2 separate regions of the Mus musculus genome follow, and region 1 is linked to region 2. Evidence: chromatin contacts called from public promoter capture Hi-C data. All regions are on one chromosome and are shown on one strand. Each heading gives the region's core, a stretch centred on a gene start, on an enhancer-like site or on the middle of the called end of the contact. The rest is flanking DNA. Distances are from core to core; before and after follow the strand shown.

Region 1 (4,582 bases), core at 917-3,416, 540 kb before region 2:
CCATTGCCCTTAGAGATGCCTTGTTCACACTTTTGTTGCAAATGAACATATTTCCCACAGTGAAAGTGCCAAGCATTTTGAGATTTGAGACCTTTAGTGGCTTGGTCATAGTGTCTTTGCAAATGACTGCATTCCCTGCAATTGACACACTGGGCAGTTTGATATTGGAGACCCCTAGTTACACCTTGACCTTTGATATTAGCATACTGCACCTTAGAACTAATATTGGTTATTCCCCTTATCCACTCATCCATAGCTGCTGCCCGCACCTTTAATGTTTTGTTTTGTTTTCTTAACATTTGGTATTTGAATTTTCAAATTTTAAGGTCTCTATCGATGCCTGCCTCAATTCAGGGTCTGGCAGGGCTTTGCTCACAGCTGAGACTCATCTTTGAAAGAAAAATCAAATCTCAAATCAGTGAAGGCTTCTGCAGAGCCTTGGATACGCTTTGTAAACAAGGTGGACCTTTTCTCAGGTTCAGCTTTATCCCGAGTTCTTCAAGCTGCTAAGCGGCAGTGTTCTACGGCAGCACCATTACGTTTGATCTGTTTTGTATCTTAAAGTACTGCCTTCAACTAGTAACTGGTCTTTCCCCATATTCATTCTCTGTGCTTTGTTTCACTGTTCAATACTCACATGTCCTTCCTTCCACCATGTTAACCATTGCAACAGTGGGTGGACCCTAGTGCAGCTGCCACCAATCCCTAACAAGCTCGGGGAATATTTGGGTAGCCTAGTTATTTAGAATTTACACAAGGCATATGCATCCCATATAAAAACAGTGGCCTCTTTAAACTGTCTAAGATCAATCATTTATAGGGCGACATCCTGTTCACCATAGCCTTGTTCCACACATTAGAAGGTATATGCTGTATGAAACTGGGGGAGCTGATAGCGATCTCATAACCCTGGGTCACCCCTCCTCCCACTCTGGTGGTGCAGTTGGTTGGGGATTAAAACTATTTTCAGGGCAGGAGAGATGGCTCAGTGCTTAAGAGCACTGCCTGCTTTTCAAGAGGTCCTGAGTTCAATTCCCAGCAACCACATGGTGGCTCACAACCATCTGCAATGGGGATCTGATGCCCCCTCTACTGGTGTGTCTGAACACAGCTACAGTGTACACCTTTTGCTCTCTTGCTCTCTAACCCTCTTCTGCTCTGTCCCTTCTCTCCTCATTCCCCTCCCCCCTCCATGTGTTCTATTCCACTTCTCTTTTCTCTCTCTTTCTCTTTCTTCTCTTTTTCTCACCTTTCCTTCTCTCCCTCTCTCTCTGTCTCTCTTCATCTGTCTCTATTAAGCCATCAACTCTCCACCCCATGCCTTAAATAAACTCTATTCTATACTGTACCATCATAAGCTGGTACCTCCGGGGGGAAGGGAGGACTCAAATGAGCTCTCAGAGGCACCCCCTTCACCTACACCACACTGTGCCTCCACCAACATATCCCTGGCTTCTTTTTCTTTTTTTTTTTTATAAAGCACAAACAGCTCTGAATGATGACAAATAGGATAATATTCCTTTCATAGGTAGGTATTCTTATATTAAAATAACAATGAGTCAGACTTAAATCCTTACTGTGAGTTGGACCTCATTCCTCCCCGGACTCTCACAAATGGCCCAGAAATCTTAACTCCCTGCTAAGAGTGAGGCAAAGAAATCCAGATGGGCAGGAGTACATTTAACCTTTTAGAAGATTGGATGGTCTGGAATGTCCCAGGTGTCCTGGCTGATCAAAGATCAGCTCTGTGATCTCTGATCTGTATCAGGAGCAGTCAGTATTCCTCAACTAGTTTGAGATTTGAAGACCAAGCTGATAAAACCACCACAACTGGAGGCCTGCTTCATTTAATAGCTTATTAACAGGTCTCCCTCCACAGGCTTGCTTCTAGCTCCGAGATGAACACTGACCACAAATAAAATACTAAACATCTATTCACAGGCCGCTTCCACCTAGCTGACCTTGAGAGGGCTGTGGGTCTTCTGAGACCATAAAACCCTCCCTGTATGTGGTCCTCACAGGCAGGCAGTCTCATGTGGGCCTGTCTGCCTGGGATTTGTTCTCAGACTGGCACTTGTAGACTCTGTGGCCATTTTTGATGAGGGCTGGAAGAAATTGATGCAGGAAGTCAAGTAATGCAACCCTGGGCAGGACCGCTAGGGAGCATAGTTCCTGAGATGCCGCGCCCAAGTCCACATTTTTACGCGGTCTTCCTGAAATCTCCGCTGTGCTCCTATCAGTTTTCAATTTTCACCTACATTAAGGTGCCCACAGACCTGGTTCCTGTCCCTTTTCAGCCCTGGTACCCGACCACGGACACCGTGAACTGAGAAGGCAATCCCAGGCGTGCGGGGCTGACCCAGGGACTGTGCGGGGAGTCCCCATGGCGCAGAGGATGGCCCGGGGAAGGGCCTGGGCTCCGCCTGCGTCCTGTAAACCCGAGGCTGTGAGCTTCGCGGACGTGGCCGTGTACTTCTCCCCGGAGGAGTGGAGGTGTCTGCGGCCGGCGCAGAGAGCCCTGTACCGAGAGGTGATGCGCGAGACCTATGGTCTCCTGGCCTCTCTCGGTGAGAACCTTCCTGGCCGCCTGTGTTCGCGCCTCACGTGACACCGTGGGTCCTGCGTGGCAGCAGAGAGACCTGGGCACGGGCGGTCGGAACCAAGTGGGTTGTCCTCTTGACTAGTGGGTTTGCTATTTTTCCCTTCAGGACTTGGAGGCGCCAAACCAGCACTCATCTGCTGGGTGGAGGAAGAGTCCGAAGTGTGGGGACCCTGTGCACAGGATCCAGAGGTGGCCATGTGCAGGACAGAAGTCCACTCAGGTGAAGGACTGGGTACTTGCCTGGGGAAACTTCTGTGTTGCCAGCCTGTGTGGTGTCTTCTAGTGACTGCACTTACTGCCTGGCAGTTTCTTCTTATTTTGCTGTTTCCTGGCCAAAGCCATGATGGCTGGCTCCTGGATTCATCTGAAAAGGGGCTGTGATTGTTCTGTCCAGTGCTCTCACCTCATATCTACAGGGTCATTAGGCTGTATAGGTTGTAGCCCCTCGTTCCCACTTCTTCTCTGCTACTATCTCTGTGACTGCGTTCTGGAGTCTCCTTCAGTTCTTGCTGTCCACCTCTGACAAGTGCTTCTTAGACAACTGCACTTGGGATTGGGGACCACACAGACCCCTTTCTTTATGCTGCATCTGGACATCTGTGCACCGCACATGCTCAGATGCGGTGGTCTCTACCGTCCTGTGTCCAGTCTGTCCCCATGTGGCGCTGTGGAAATTAAGGGGCAGTAGAAGTCAGAGTCTGAGCTTTTTTCATGGTCTCCCAGCAGATTGCAGGCACGAGAAGGAAAGGAAGAGACCAAGAGAAGAGACTGAAGCAATGCAGAAGACATTTTCTCCAGAACCTGGGCAGAAGGAGCCACAACTCTCATTTGCTGGCTCCGCTAGTGGAATTCAAGCCACGGTCCTAAGGGCAGACAAGCGTCACGGGTGCCATTTGTGTGGGAAGAGTTTTGCCCAGCGGCCCACATTGGTGGAGCACCTGTACACTCACACAGGTGAAAAGCCGTTTCAGTGCCCAGACTGCAACAAATGCTTCGGCCGGGCTTCTTCCCTGACCATGCACCGAGCCATACACCGAGGGGAACGGCCGCATCAGTGTCCTGACTGTGGGAAGAGTTTTACCCAGCGGTCCACATTGGTGGCACACATGTATACTCACACAGGTGAAAAACCATTTTGTTGCCCCGACTGCAACAAATCCTTCAGCCGGTCTTCTTCCCTGAGCTCTCACCGGGCCATACACAGAGGGGAACGGCCTCATTGTTGCCCTGACTGTGGCCGAGCCTTCACACGTCGCTCTGGCCTCATTGCCCATCTCCGTATCCACACTGGGGAGAAGCCTTACTGTTGTGCTGATTGTGGACGCTGCTTCAGCCAGAGATCTGCGTTCCGTGAGCACCAGCGGGTGGTACACAGTGGTGTGACCCCCTTCACTTGCACTCACTGTGGCAGAGCCTTTGCGGATTCCAAATATCTTCGGCGCCACATGCGCATCCATACAGGTGAAAAGCCTTATTCATGCCCTGATTGTGGTCGCTGCTTTCGCCAGAGCTCTGAAATTCCAGCCCATAGGAGGACCCACACTGGCGAGCGTCCTTACCCCTGCCCTCAATGTGGCAGGCAGTTTCGCACAAAGTCAGCTATGACAAGCCACCAGTGGGTCCATAGACCAGGAGCTAAAGGCCATAAGGACAAAAAAGCCCGTCAGTTATCTATATCCCTGGACCCTAGACAAGAGGACCCGGATCCACCTGTGGGCTTCTAGCATTACCCAGAGATATTCAGAAAGTGTGGGTGATGGTCTTAAAGGCGTCAACATAGAGGGTGAGATATGTACATTGTTTGAGGTCCAGAGGGTTGAACCTATGTCATCTTCCGGAAGTCACAGACGTTCTAGGTACTGCTGGTCTGGGCACCGGGTACAGTCTTTTTGGTGATTTCTAGATGCATCTGCACACACTCCGGATGTACTGTCGTCTTTACATCTATTGGGCTGGGCTGGGCAACCCTACTAGAGCTCC
Region 2 (4,072 bases), core at 801-3,300:
GGAGCCCAGCAGCTTCTTGTAGTTTCGGTGGGCACCACAGGCTCGAATGTAACGCTTTAGTCTAGCCACAGCTGGGTGGTCCTCTCCACAGCGAGAGGCAGCCTAATAAGGAGTTTGCAGCTGAAGTCCCTTTTCCTGAGTGGATCCCACCCACCTGGTGTGTCCTCTCACCTTCCGACCTGTGGGTTCTGGACCTGAATCTGATGAAGATGAGGAACTTCGGGCCTTGCCCTTCTGACCTGTGGGTTCTGGACTCGAATCTGATGAAGATGAACAACTTCGGGCCTGGCCGTTCTTGGAGCTCTTGTTGGAAGAGCGGCTCTTCCTCTCCTCTTTGGTGTTTTGTCCTGCCTGGGAGTCACTCACTTCCCTCTCTGTGTCACTGTCACCATTACTGCTGCCTAGGCTGCCTGACTTTGTAGTGCCTTGAGCAGCTGCTTGCTCCTGTGTGCTGTTACTGTCATCCCTGCTGCTTGTGTTCTGCCTCCTCCCACTCTCGGTCTGGGTCCTGACCTTGCTCTTTCTCTTCACCGAGTGCTCTTCTCCCTCCTCACTGCTGTCCCCACTACCCACTGTGCCCTCTTCCTTCTCTGCCTCCCCCTTCTCACTGCTGTCCCCACTGCCCACTGTGCCTCCTTCCTTCTCTGCCTCCCCCTCCTCACTGCTGTCCCCACTGCCCACTGTGCCCCCTTCCTTCTCTGCCTCGCTGTCTCGCAAGCCTCCAGTTGGCCTCCCAGGCCTGCTTTTCTGCTTATAGCTCTTTCTCTCCCTGGCTGTTCTCTCTGCTCTGTTACTTCTGGATCTGGGCTCACTAAGCTCTTTCTTCTTAGCTGGGCTCTCCTCTCCGCTCTCTTCACTCTCCTCCTGGCAGTTAGCACCTGTGCTTCCCTCCACCTTTGCTCTCTGCAGCACAGCCTCCTCCTCACTGCTCCCACTCTCTTCCCTAACCTGCTTCCTGTCTGCCTTGAGTGGTACTTGCTTGTCTTTGGCCCCAGCTTGCTTTCTAACCTGGCCCTTCTGTTCTTGTTTCATGTCCTCCTCTTCCTCGGTGACCTTACCTGATCTAACAGAGCCCTCTGCTTCCCCCTCACTGCTCTCCTCCAATCCCATCTTTGCATCCAGGTCTGTTTGGTGGTCTTCATCTGTGCTCTCAACTGCTTTCTTTAAGGCTCTTCTTAGACATGTCTTCTTGGTTGTCCTGTTCTTTGTTGAGGGTCCTGAGCCATCTGGACTGGATGGTGAAGAGCTGGATTCTGAAACATGGGGATGGGACTGGATGGATTCCTCCCTCTCCTTCCATCTAGAATAGGATGCTTCTAGATCTACTCTGGTTAAGAGTGAAGGGCAGCAAGAAGCACCACAGCTGTGGCCCCAGCTGGTTCCTGACTCACTGTCCCCCAAGCCCCAGCCTTGCAATTAATACATGCGCCTCGCCTTTTGAAGAAACCAATGATGCTGGAGTCACAGACAGATAAACAGGGAAGAAGGCACTAACCTGACTCTGAATTAAAGCGGAACCTTTTCTTCTTTGGGTCACTGCAGGGAGCAGGAGACCTCTTCACTTTGATAAAGTCTGGCTTTCCTTCCCTGGTACCAGCATCCGCCTGTGGGTGCAGCATGAGGGCAAACCGAACCAAGATGCCCTGCCCCAACCCCTCAGCAACAAACCCTGTCTCTGCTGGCCCAGGGTTAGACCCACACCTGCATTTTCGGCAGCTCCTCCTCCACCAGCCGCTTCAACGCCTGCTTCTCTTCAGGTTCAAGATGATCCCGACCCACGTGAATCAAAAATTTCTGTCGCACGATGGCGTGCGTAACCGAGCTACAGAGACACGTGTCATGACAGAGTTCCAGCCTAACCCCTCCCCTTCACAACCCAGACTCTAATACCCAGACTCTATGCACCTGAGGTCCGGGCAAGCTCGAAAGAAGCTGCGAGTGAATTTTCGCATCTCATCTCCCGGCGCCATTTTGCGTCACCAGGGATTGGTTGCTCCCGCCTTTTTTTCTTCAAGGCTGGTTTCCCGAGCGACAGTAGTTTGCGCACGCGCAGTGCGGCGGCTTCGTGAGGAATGGGACCGTTGAGCCTCCGATGTGGAGCACTGAGACGGAAAACTTTGGCCGACCTTGCTTTTTCCTGAGCAGCTGGTGGGTCTTGAGCGAGGTTTCGACTCTTTGCTAAAACTACGTGTTAAAATTTTCGCTAGAAGCCGGTTCGGCGCCGGCAGTCTTTATAACGTAATCAGTTCAATCAATCCCTGTGGTCGGGATTAACAAATTAGGTCGCTTGTTTCGAAAGGCAGAAGGGAGACGGTATTCTCGCTAACATACTGAATTTCTGGTTATATTCTTTTGGTTCCAAATCTTTATAAACAGTTTACAATCAATAATTGTGCCCCCCCAGTGTCCAGCTCCTCTGTGACCTCAGCTCACCGCGAAGCCACTGGAAGCAGCGTTCCTTTCGGGTCTTCCCCCAGGAGGGCGGGCGGTGTGATTACGCTCCCCGCGCGCGGAGGACGCTGGGAGTTGTAGTCCGTTTCATACGGCGTTGCAAAGTCTCCGGAAGTGGAGGTGTGAGAGGCCGGGCGGACTTGGGTAGCGGGACTCTACTCCGGGGCGTTTCTCCCTGGCGGGTCATGAACGGACCAGCGGACGGCGAAGTGGACTACAAAAAGAAATACAGGAATCTGAAGCGGAAGCTCAAGTTCCTCATTTACGTGAGTGCCAGCGTGGGGCGGTTGTGGAGTGTGAGGCCTAACTCGGAGAGGACCTCAGTTTACCCATGTGGTAAAGGGGGTGAGTAGGGAGAGATGTCTCCGGGTTCTGGGTCTTTTATGGATTGCTCTTGGCTCAGCACCCGCCCTGTCCGCCGCAGGAGCACGAGTGCTTCCAGGAGGAGCTCAGAAAGGCGCAAAGGAAATTGCTGAAGGTTTCCCGAGACAAGAGGTAAGGCATCTTGTGGGCACGAGGGCACTGTTAACTCCCAGGGAATCCGTTCTTACGCCGTCCCGGAACAGGATCCCAAATGCATGCAGTCTTAGGAGGATCCAGTGGGTCTCCTAGGAGGGACTAGGTAGGGCTCAAGACCACCAAAATGGGGATACCCACCCTCCTTCCCACTTGTCTCAGTTTCCTTCTAGATCGACTTCTGCAGTATGAGAACGTGGATGAAGACTCCTCTGGTGAGCAAAGTCATGACCACTTTTAGGAAGATATGAGATACTGGCCCTTGAAACACGTGTTCCTAGGTCCACCCTCCTAGGGTCCGGAAGCTGATGCAGGCCCCTCCAATGGTTCTTAAGCCTAGTTGCTGCCTTCTGTCACCTTCTTCCTGTTTTGTCTTTTTTCACCCCATTGGACAAGGTTTCTCTGTGTAGTCCTTTTGTAGACCAGGCTAGCCTGAGGCTAGCCTCAGAAATCCGCCTGCCTCTGCCTCCAAAGAACACACCACGCCTCTGGATTTTCAAGTATTTCCTTATCCACTGTGTTCTAGGTACTGTGCTTGACACAGGCTGGCAAAATGAAGGAAGCCTCTGGCTGCTTGTCATTTCTATCAGTTGTCTATAATAAGTGAAAAAGTAAACTAGAAAGATAAAAGTAGTAGCCATTCCTGTAGTGCATGCCAGAGGCAGAGGCATAGAGTTTGTTACTGAGGCCCAATCTTTAAGAACAAAGGAGACTAACAACTCCTGAAAGCTGTCCACTAATCTCAAAACACTCGCTATAGCATGTAGGTATCTGCACAAACACACTAATGGTATTGAGAAGAAAAGTGGTTTTCTAGGATTTTTTAGAATTATTTATGTTATGTATATGAGTACACTGTAGCTGTCTTCAGACACACCAGAAGAGGGCATCCAGTCCCATTACAGATGGCCTTGAGCCACCACGTGGTTGCTGGGAATTGAACTCAGGACCTCTGGAAGAGCAAGCAGTCGGGCTCTTAACCACTGTACCATCTCTCCAAACCACAAACTAGAATTTTAAGTGATTGGCTAGAGCTTGACGAGGATTAAAGACGGCAGTAACTGCAGAATAACAGGCTGGGTTTCCTTTGCAAAGAGTCAGGAAA

What was found. Capture Hi-C pulls out chosen DNA fragments and counts their contacts.
Region 1: a promoter capture Hi-C map of liver shows a contact between it and region 2, with 2.4 times the contacts expected there. The contact joins the promoter of Zfp764 here to the promoter of Ino80e in region 2. A contact is called at or near these places in 2 of 115 datasets of contacts at active chromatin or transcription factors (double positive thymocytes and large pre-B cells) and 1 of 9 other capture datasets (liver).

Annotation. Positions count from the first base shown.
Region 1 is chr7:127,404,406-127,408,987 of GRCm38.p6, reverse strand. It overlaps Zfp764 (zinc finger protein 764), which reads left to right and starts at 2,166. Exons shown (of 3, transcript NM_146203.4): 1 at 2,166-2,567; 2 at 2,709-2,822; 3 at 3,329-4,582. The coding sequence starts at 2,384. The coding sequence ends at 4,326.
Region 2 is chr7:126,860,350-126,864,421 of GRCm38.p6, reverse strand. It overlaps Ino80e (INO80 complex subunit E), which reads left to right and starts at 2,050. Exons shown (of 8, transcript NM_001370765.1): 1 at 2,050-2,148; 2 at 2,405-2,717; 3 at 2,876-2,946; 4 at 3,130-3,182. The coding sequence starts at 2,093. It overlaps Hirip3 (HIRA interacting protein 3), which reads right to left and starts at 2,450. Exons shown (of 7, transcript NM_172746.3): 1 at 1,906-2,450; 2 at 1,702-1,822; 3 at 1,496-1,604; 4 at 172-1,253; 5 at 1-102. The coding sequence starts at 1,970.